2 separate regions of the Sus scrofa genome follow, and region 2 is linked to region 1. The links are chromatin contacts, called in public HiChIP or PLAC-seq maps. All regions are on one chromosome and are shown on one strand. Each heading gives the region's core, a stretch centred on a gene start, on an enhancer-like site or on the middle of the called end of the contact. The rest is flanking DNA. Distances are from core to core; before and after follow the strand shown.

Region 1 (3,976 bases), core at 805-3,304:
GTCTGCTTCCTGCTTATTTGGGTTCCTGCCTCTCCATACCTCCTATCTGGTGAAGTCCCTTTGCCACAAAATCCCCTTCCCTATCAGCCTGAAAAATAACTCATCCTGATTCCTGGTTCTTCAGGTGAGAGTCTTTGCTAGCCAGCTAACCATAATGATGAATCTTTCATTCTTCCCACTAGGCAGTATTTGTACTTTAGCAAAGGCTACTCTGACGGGGTTGCCGAGGCAGTAGTGATGGGCACATGAAGCGAGGGAGAGGACTGCAGAGCCCACACTGGAGAGCATAGCGGGATTTGGACAGGTCCCTGTAGCACATCCTGCGGGAGCCCTCAGGAGAGTTATTATAGAAAGGATTAAGTTTATCTAAACTGTAAGCTCTGAAAAATAAGATGAATTTTGCACACCAACTGAGTGTCACCATGCTTGTATGTAGCATTGGACTCTAATTTCTCTGGAGAGGGTGGATAAGATATTTAAAATTTTTTAAAAATTTTATTAGAGTATAGTTGACTTACAATGTTGTGTTAGTTTCAGGTGTACAGCAAAGTGAATCAGTTATACATATACATATATCCATTCTTTTTTGTTTCTTTGTTTTTGTTTTTTAGGACTGCACCCTCAGAATATGGAGGTTCCTAGGCTAGGGGTCTAATTGGAGCTACAGCTGCCAGCCTACGCCACAGCCACAGCAATGCCAGATCTGAGCGGTGTCTGCGACCTACAGCACAGCTCACGGCAACGCCGGATCCTGAGCCCACTGAGTGAGGCCAGGGATCAAACCTGTTACCTCATGGTTCCTAGTCGGATTCGTTTCCACTGTGCCACGATGGGAACTCCCATATATCCATTCTTTTTTAGATTCTTTTCCCATGATAAGATCGTCAAGGCTAGAAGCAAGGACAATAAAACTCCTTTGCAGCAATGTTTGAATGTTTTGCCGCTATTCTGAGGTAGGCGCCATATCCCTGTACTTGCCTCTGAAAATCCAGGTCATTGTATGTGGTTTGCGTAAAAAAGACCACAATGGGCCTAACCATTACAGTGTCTTCTCTGGGTGATCCCTTCCGTAGGCAACTGGACAAGACATGGCTCGCCTCTGCCTCTCCCTTCCTGAGAGTGTGAGGAGGGTGGTCCCTGTCCAAGAATATCACGGGGGATCTCACAAGGGGAAATGTCAACACTTGCACTGGGTCTTTGTATAACTAAGTAAGCAGCCAATAAAAAGCTCACATCCTCTGTCTAAAGGGACATGGCAGCCAAATGTAATGTATAGTTCCTGACTAGATCCTGAATCAGGGAAAAAAGAATTGTCAAAATATGTTTTACAACAATTGAAGAAAGTTGAGTATGGATTGTATATTAATTAGCTCCCTGCTATTTAGAGTGTGGGCAGCTGACCACTTATGGCAGCAGAACCTGGAAGCTTCTCAGAAATGCAGTTTCAACCCCCAGCCCAATGGTTTATAAGCACATTACAGATTGAGAAGCACTGCATTAGACGATGTTATTGTATCAACGTTCCGTTTCTTTGTTGCGATAATGGTATGGCAGGGGAATGCCTGTATGTGCGCATGCTGGGCTTTCCAAGTGGAAGAATTCAGAGGCATTTCTGCAACCTAGACCAAAGGTGAAGCCTGCAAGTTCTAGGGAACTGGACCCTCAAGTCTCTTGAAGCACTGTGGATTGTCCTGCTGGAGTCTAAAATTAGAGTCTTCTAGACAGGATGGGCCAGGCATGGACATGGGGACTGCAGGGAGAAGAGAAAAAATGATGGAGTTAAAGCAGCCTGCATGGGCAGAAGCTCCAGAGTCCCAAATGTGCCTGGGGATCTATCACCACTCTATGACCACAAGTCAACAAGGTTAGGAGTTTGGGTGTGTCCCTTAACTTGGTGAAGATTTTTTTTCCCTTTGTTGGATGACACAGCTTAAAATTCCTTCCTTTGTATGTTGTAATTCCCTTTGGTTTTCCCCAACCCCTTTCTGAGGTCTGACAACACCCCTTCAACATTGTGCACTAGTGACAGGGGAGAAGAGACCTGCCCTGTGTACACAGCCCTCAGTGGAGGCCTTTGCAGAGGCAGCAGTATCCCTCTGGGGGGTGGAGGTCCCAGGTTCTAGGCTGCATTTTCCAGAAGGAGAGTGGAGCTGCTGCCATCTCCTGAGTCTTCATTAAGTGTCTCTGTCTCCTTGGCCGGTCTGAGTCTTGTATTCGGGATTACTAGCTCTGAGACCTTTTCTCTACTTGCCAAATCACTTAAGGGAAGTGGTAAGGATGAACCTTCCCCAAGCGCCTAGCTGTAGAGGATTTGATTTATGCTGGGCATTTATTTCAAATAAAGACACACTGAAAAGATTGGAGAAATTACCTCTTCCCACTCTTTTCCAAATTCTGTTCAGGTTTGGAATTTATTTGAATAATTTTCACTTGGAAACTTGAAAAGGTGGAAGAAGCCAGCCTCCTCCTGCTAACAGGAGACAAAGATAAGCATCTTTCCACAAAGGTACAAGATTATGTTACCCTTCTGGAATCCTGGTAGCCAGTTCAAGTTGTTTTTGAAGCACAATGCTACCCATGAGGCCTAAACTAAAAGAACCAGACATTCCAGATTGACTCAAATAATTCCATTTTTTAAATGTAATGTTCTGGCACTCCTGTGATTTCCATATTTGTTCCAGTTTTCATCACACCCCGTGATACTGAATGGCAGGATCGAGAACAAAATGCTTCTTTAAATGACTCAGCTGCTTTCCTACCTTGTGGTTCAGGTGTAGGACACAGTTTGTCAGGAATTAGAAGAAAACAAAATTTCCACTTGAGAATTTAATTCTCTTTCAACAAGTATAAAGAAGGGAAAATTTGTTTTGTGGTTTTGTGGGGAGAGGAAATCTTATTTAAAAAAAAAAAACAAATAGAAACTATGAATCTTTGATGAATTTTTCATTTCTGCATGATTGATATTTATTAAGAGACAAACTGAAACCCATTTTGTTCTTCACTTTATCTTATAAGTAGAGGTGGAAATAAGTGGTAACTATTGCGCCATATGACTGAAATATATAGTAATTTGGCTTTGCAGGCAATTCACAATGTCTCTAAAATCCCAAGATAGGAAGGTTAAGTCCGTTTCATTTTCTTTGGAACTGTATGGACGCATTCACAGGTCAGAGCTGGGCTGTCCATCCTATGGTCTGTGCAGCATAGCCATGTTATTTTTGACTCCACAGAACAAGAGTTTACAACCAAACTGGAAAACAGCTCTCCTGTGCTCTGTCTAGTCAAGTCTGTGTAGGCCAGGCTTTATCAGTTTTTGGTACTCTGTGTGATAATTAGCGCTTGCCAAACATGCTTATCTGAATTATTCCATAAAACAACGTGATAAATGGACTTATCAAGACCATTAGGTCTTGAAGAACTTAAATTAGTCCCAGATGACTCTCTTTTCAGTTAAAAAATAAATTTAAATAAAATGTGAATGTAAACATATTTTCAACTCAAAGAGTTCTAGTTCAACCACTGAAGCACATTTTGGCACTAAGCACTGTATCTATTTTTGACATTTATGGCTTTTGTGCTTTTTGGAAACTAACAAGATCTCAGGTGCCTGTATCTATTTCTTTATATTTATGACTCCTTTGTATTTGCTGGAAATGAACAAGTTCTCAATTTTTTATCTGTAAAATAATACCAGCTGCTTCATAAGGATCTTGGGATGATTAAATAAGAAAGTAGACAGAAAGTGATTATCATAGTACAAGGTACATTGTTTAATAAATGTTATAATTAAATTCCTTTAGCTCATGGTAAATGTGCAAAGACTTTGGAGGTGATTTAAATATACAGGTTTCTCTCACTGACTGAAAGTAGAGCTTTCCTAAGAAACATTTCATAGCTAAAATGGTGAAAAGTGAAGAAGCAATGCCCTGAGGAAACATCTTGCAAAGGATACACAAAATAAAATAAAGCACAGAGG
Region 2 (3,976 bases), core at 836-3,335, 130 kb before region 1:
CATCTGTGGCATATTTAAAAAGATCTCTAATTCCCATCTGTTTTATGTGTGAAATGGCTAGTGATTTATAGTATAAAGTTTGAAAAAGTATAAAGCATTACTATTTCTTTTAATAAGATAAAGGATATTTGAAATTAATTGTTCAAGTGAATGCCATTAAGTTACATTATTGTGGCATTTATTTATATATACATTTCTTTCTTTGTTCCAATTAAATTCCTTTTTATTTAATCTATAAATTAACTTTCCCCTTTTCACATAACAAAAACAAGTCTTCATGATAATAGTAAATACATAATTCAGGCCCTGAGGTAGGTGGGATAAGGTTATTTAAAAAGAGGCAAAATAATTTAAAGTTTAGGAAATATAATGAAGAGACTCTAAATGTCGAGGTTGATTAGCTTGGAGAAGAGAAGACTGAAGAAAAGTATATTACTATCTTTAAGTTTGTGATGGAATGTTGAATGGGAAATTCTTAGTGCCTGTTCATCTTTGTACTGAAAATTGCTATATTTGGGGATGGTTTAGATACAGTCTTGTCTGAGGCCAAGGAGGGATTAAGTGAATCCTTAATGTTCTTTCTAACTCTGTGATTTTTTTGTTCGGAAAGGAGGTAGTTCAACAAAAGGAGAGGGGGGAGTCCAAAAGAACTGAATTTAGAAGAAAAGCTATGACTTTATTAAAGTAAAGAAATATGAAATATCTGAGTGTATTATTCTTTTCTATAACACTTGTATTGAGAAACCACATTAGAGGACTGATTTCTTATGCTAGGGGATAAAACAAAAGAAAAACAGGGAGGGAGGAAAGCTCCTGGAAAGAGAATTTTCTCTTTGTTATTTGTACTTCTTTCTTCTCTTCTGGAGCTATTGATCCTAGATATTTGGAAGAGAGATGTACAGTGTTTGAAAGTGAGCAGGCATAGTGTGATGAGCTGTCATTTCTTGGTAAGTGGTTCTCAAAGTGTGGTCCCTGGACCAGCAGCATCAGTGTCACCTGAGAATTTATTAGAAATGCTTACTTTGGGGTCCTATCTCAAACCTACTGAGCAGAATCTCTCTGGGTAGGGCCCTGAAATCTGTGTTTTAACAAGCTGTCCAAGTGACTCTGATGCTCGCTCAAGTTTTGAGTACCACTGGTCCTGATTGAGAGAGAAACTTAAACCTAGCTCTAGACACGTAGAATCCATGTCGTCATCACTGAAGTTTATGTATCTCTCTAGACTCATTTTGCACCTAGAAAAATGTCTGGAATATATAGGAACTCAATAAATGTTTACAGATAAGTGAATGAGAAAAAAGAATTACTCATTTTGGCAATTATATATTTGTGTTATTCTTTCCAGGGAGGAAGATGAGAGTTTAGAATCGCTGCTTTTCTTATTAGGTGGAGCAAAGTGATTACCAAGGAAAGACAATGTAATTTTGATTAGCATAGCTAGTGAAATCAAGTTCCTCTCTTTTGTGTTCTTTACTTTGAATACTTTACTTCAACATATTCCCTAGGATATAGAGTACTAATACCAATTATTGGAATTAATCTTCCTACACATACCCCCACTTTTAACCCCAAGTTCTTTAACTATAGGAGGCAAATCCCTTAGGACTCAGGAATCTTAAAGAGAGAGCCAGAGTTATCTCAGTAATGTTAAATGGAACTTCAGCTACAGTTAAGGAGTCCTTTAGGGAAAGATCATTTCTTCTTAGTTTTCACTCGGGAACTAAGGATGAATACTATGATGAGTTCTTAATTGGGATACTCCACTCTCATCTTTCCAAGGTGGTGCTAGATATCTTGAGGCTACCAAAACTTTTTAAAATAGAAAAAGAGGAAAAGAAAGCTCTCAAAGAACTTTTAGTTGCCATCTCACAAGACTCCTCAATGTTCTTGCCTGTGCTATTGTGTATATGTCTTATTAATGGCAGTATCTTTGGACTTTGAGTTTGGGAATATGGATAGTTTTCTCATATGAGATCTTTTAAGATAAGAAATTTCGAGCCTGTTTTTCTGTTGCTTAGCAGACCCAATGACAAATCTAAGGCTACAGGAAGCATTGCTGTGATTCAGTCCAAGAAATGGTCTTTTCTCTGAGTCAGTGATGACACACTTCCTTAGACTAAATAAGAACATTGAGATGCTGTAGGGTGTTGTCTTCAGGATAAATGTGATTTTTAAGATACAGTTGTGACTCTTTCTCTGAAAGAAACCTGAGCCCAGTGAAGTAAAACTTGACTATTTTCTGAACCATTGTTACTCCTACTAGAATTTTGTTTCTTTATTCCTTATCCAAACTATTGTACACTCTGCAATTAATGTGACTCCCAAATTTATATGCCACTATTGTATTCATGATTAATGTGTTAAATAATAATGCTTGGCTGGGTAGTGAGAATTGTATTATTTTAAAATATGAAGCTTTAGGAGTATTCTTTAGTAGTAATTCATGCTTATATGCCTTTGCACTGTGACTTTTTAAGTTTTAAATAATAATGTTTATTCATCCTTTGATTTTAATTTTATATACTCTTTTTTTTGTTAGATGTGTGGTTTTCAAGTTTTAGCCTGAATCAGAATCACTTGGAGAGCTTGTTCAAATAAGATTGCTAGGTTCTGCCTCCAGTTTCTGATTTGGTAAATTTGGGGCAGACTCCAAAAATTTGCATTTCTATCAAATTTCCCAGGATGCTGGTGACAGTGGTTCAGAAACCATACTTCAAAAATATTGGGTTAAACATTTAGATTTCATAAAGTAAATGTCTATTAAAACAAGAGACAAATCTTTTAGGTAATAATCCATATTTTAGTTGTAAGCACATTGAACTAGTCTTTTTAATGATAAATGTATCTATTTCAGCTATATAATTACAAGTAAAATTTTACAGTTTATGAAACATTTTTTAATGCCATTTTTAAATAACTCTGGATCCTGTTTCATTTGCTCATTTTCAATACCATCATAAGATAGGCATTTCTATTGTTATTTCCATTTTGCAGATAAAACTCACGTGAAGTAACTTGCTGAAATCAAAACTGAGAAGTCTTGGGGGGGTGGTTAATGGCCGCATCTGTGGCATATGCAAGTTCCCAGGCTATGGGTCATATTGGAGCTGCAGCGGCAGGCCTGTGCCACAGCCACAGCAATACTGGATCAGGGCCACATCAGCACCTTGTGCCGCAGCTTCTGGCAACACCTGATCCTTAACCCACTGAGTGAGGCCAGTGCAATTAAACCCACATCCTCACGGAGACTATGTTGGGTCCTTAACCTGCAGAGCCACAGTGGAATGTCCAATTGATTCTTTTTATTGCTATTACATTTTTTTCTTTTTATGGCCACACCTATAGCATATGGAAGTTCCCTGGCTAGGGGTCAAGCTGGAGCTTCACCTGCTGGCCTACACCAATGCCAGGTCCGAACCACATCTGCAACCTACACCGCAGCTTGCAGCAACTCTGGATCCTTAACCTGCTGAGCAAGGCCAGGGATCAAACCTTCATCCTCACAGACACTGTGTCAGGTTCTTAACCTGCTGAGCCACAGCAGGAACTCCATCTGAGTGAATTTTTTTTCATGTAGCATTTTCTCTTATAATAAAAATGGTCCTTTAACTTGAACAGAGCTTTTTCATCAGTTGGCACCCTCAGTAGAGCAACACAATACACCCCTGCTCAAGAATTTCTTTACTAGCCTGAGATTTCATTTTTTTCAAATGCTTTCCCTAATGCAGTGATTCTCAGACTTGACTGCACATTAGAATCACCTGGGGAACTTTAAACAATTTTGATGCTTGGGCCCTCCCCCAGAGATTCTGATTTAATTGCTTAGCAGTATGGCCTGGGCATCAGATTTTTAAAAGCTCCCTAGGTAATTCTAATGTGCAGCCAAGGTTGAGAAGTACTGCCTTTGAGACTAATTGAAGGTTTATTTAGTCTTCAAATAATTTGCATTCAGATGCAAATACCTCTGGGAGCATTA

The links. HiChIP or PLAC-seq counts read pairs in DNA pulled down with a chosen protein or histone mark.
Region 2: a contact with region 1 is called in an H3K27ac HiChIP or PLAC-seq map of alveolar macrophages. The contact joins two enhancer-like sites. A contact is called at or near these places in 1 of 47 Hi-C or Micro-C datasets (embryonic fibroblasts) and 1 of 2 datasets of contacts at active chromatin or transcription factors (alveolar macrophages).

What each region holds. Positions count from the first base shown.
Region 1 is chr16:43,617,204-43,621,179 of Sscrofa11.1, reverse strand. The region is part of intron 2 of LOC110257245 (a long non-coding RNA gene); the gene reads left to right. Among named protein-coding and RNA genes, the nearest start is that of CWC27, 270 kb to the right of the region's middle. Within about 2 kb of position 2,054, at least 8 of the 83 cell types and tissues checked have an H3K27ac peak or open chromatin away from gene starts, as enhancers often do. A contact at or near this core is called in alveolar macrophages, where this site is marked.
Region 2 is chr16:43,751,455-43,755,430 of Sscrofa11.1, reverse strand. The region is part of intron 19 of ADAMTS6 (A disintegrin and metalloproteinase with thrombospondin motifs 6); the gene reads left to right. Among named protein-coding and RNA genes, the nearest start is that of ADAMTS6, 260 kb to the left of the region's middle. Within about 2 kb of position 2,085, at least 5 of the 83 cell types and tissues checked have an H3K27ac peak or open chromatin away from gene starts, as enhancers often do. A contact at or near this core is called in alveolar macrophages, where this site is marked.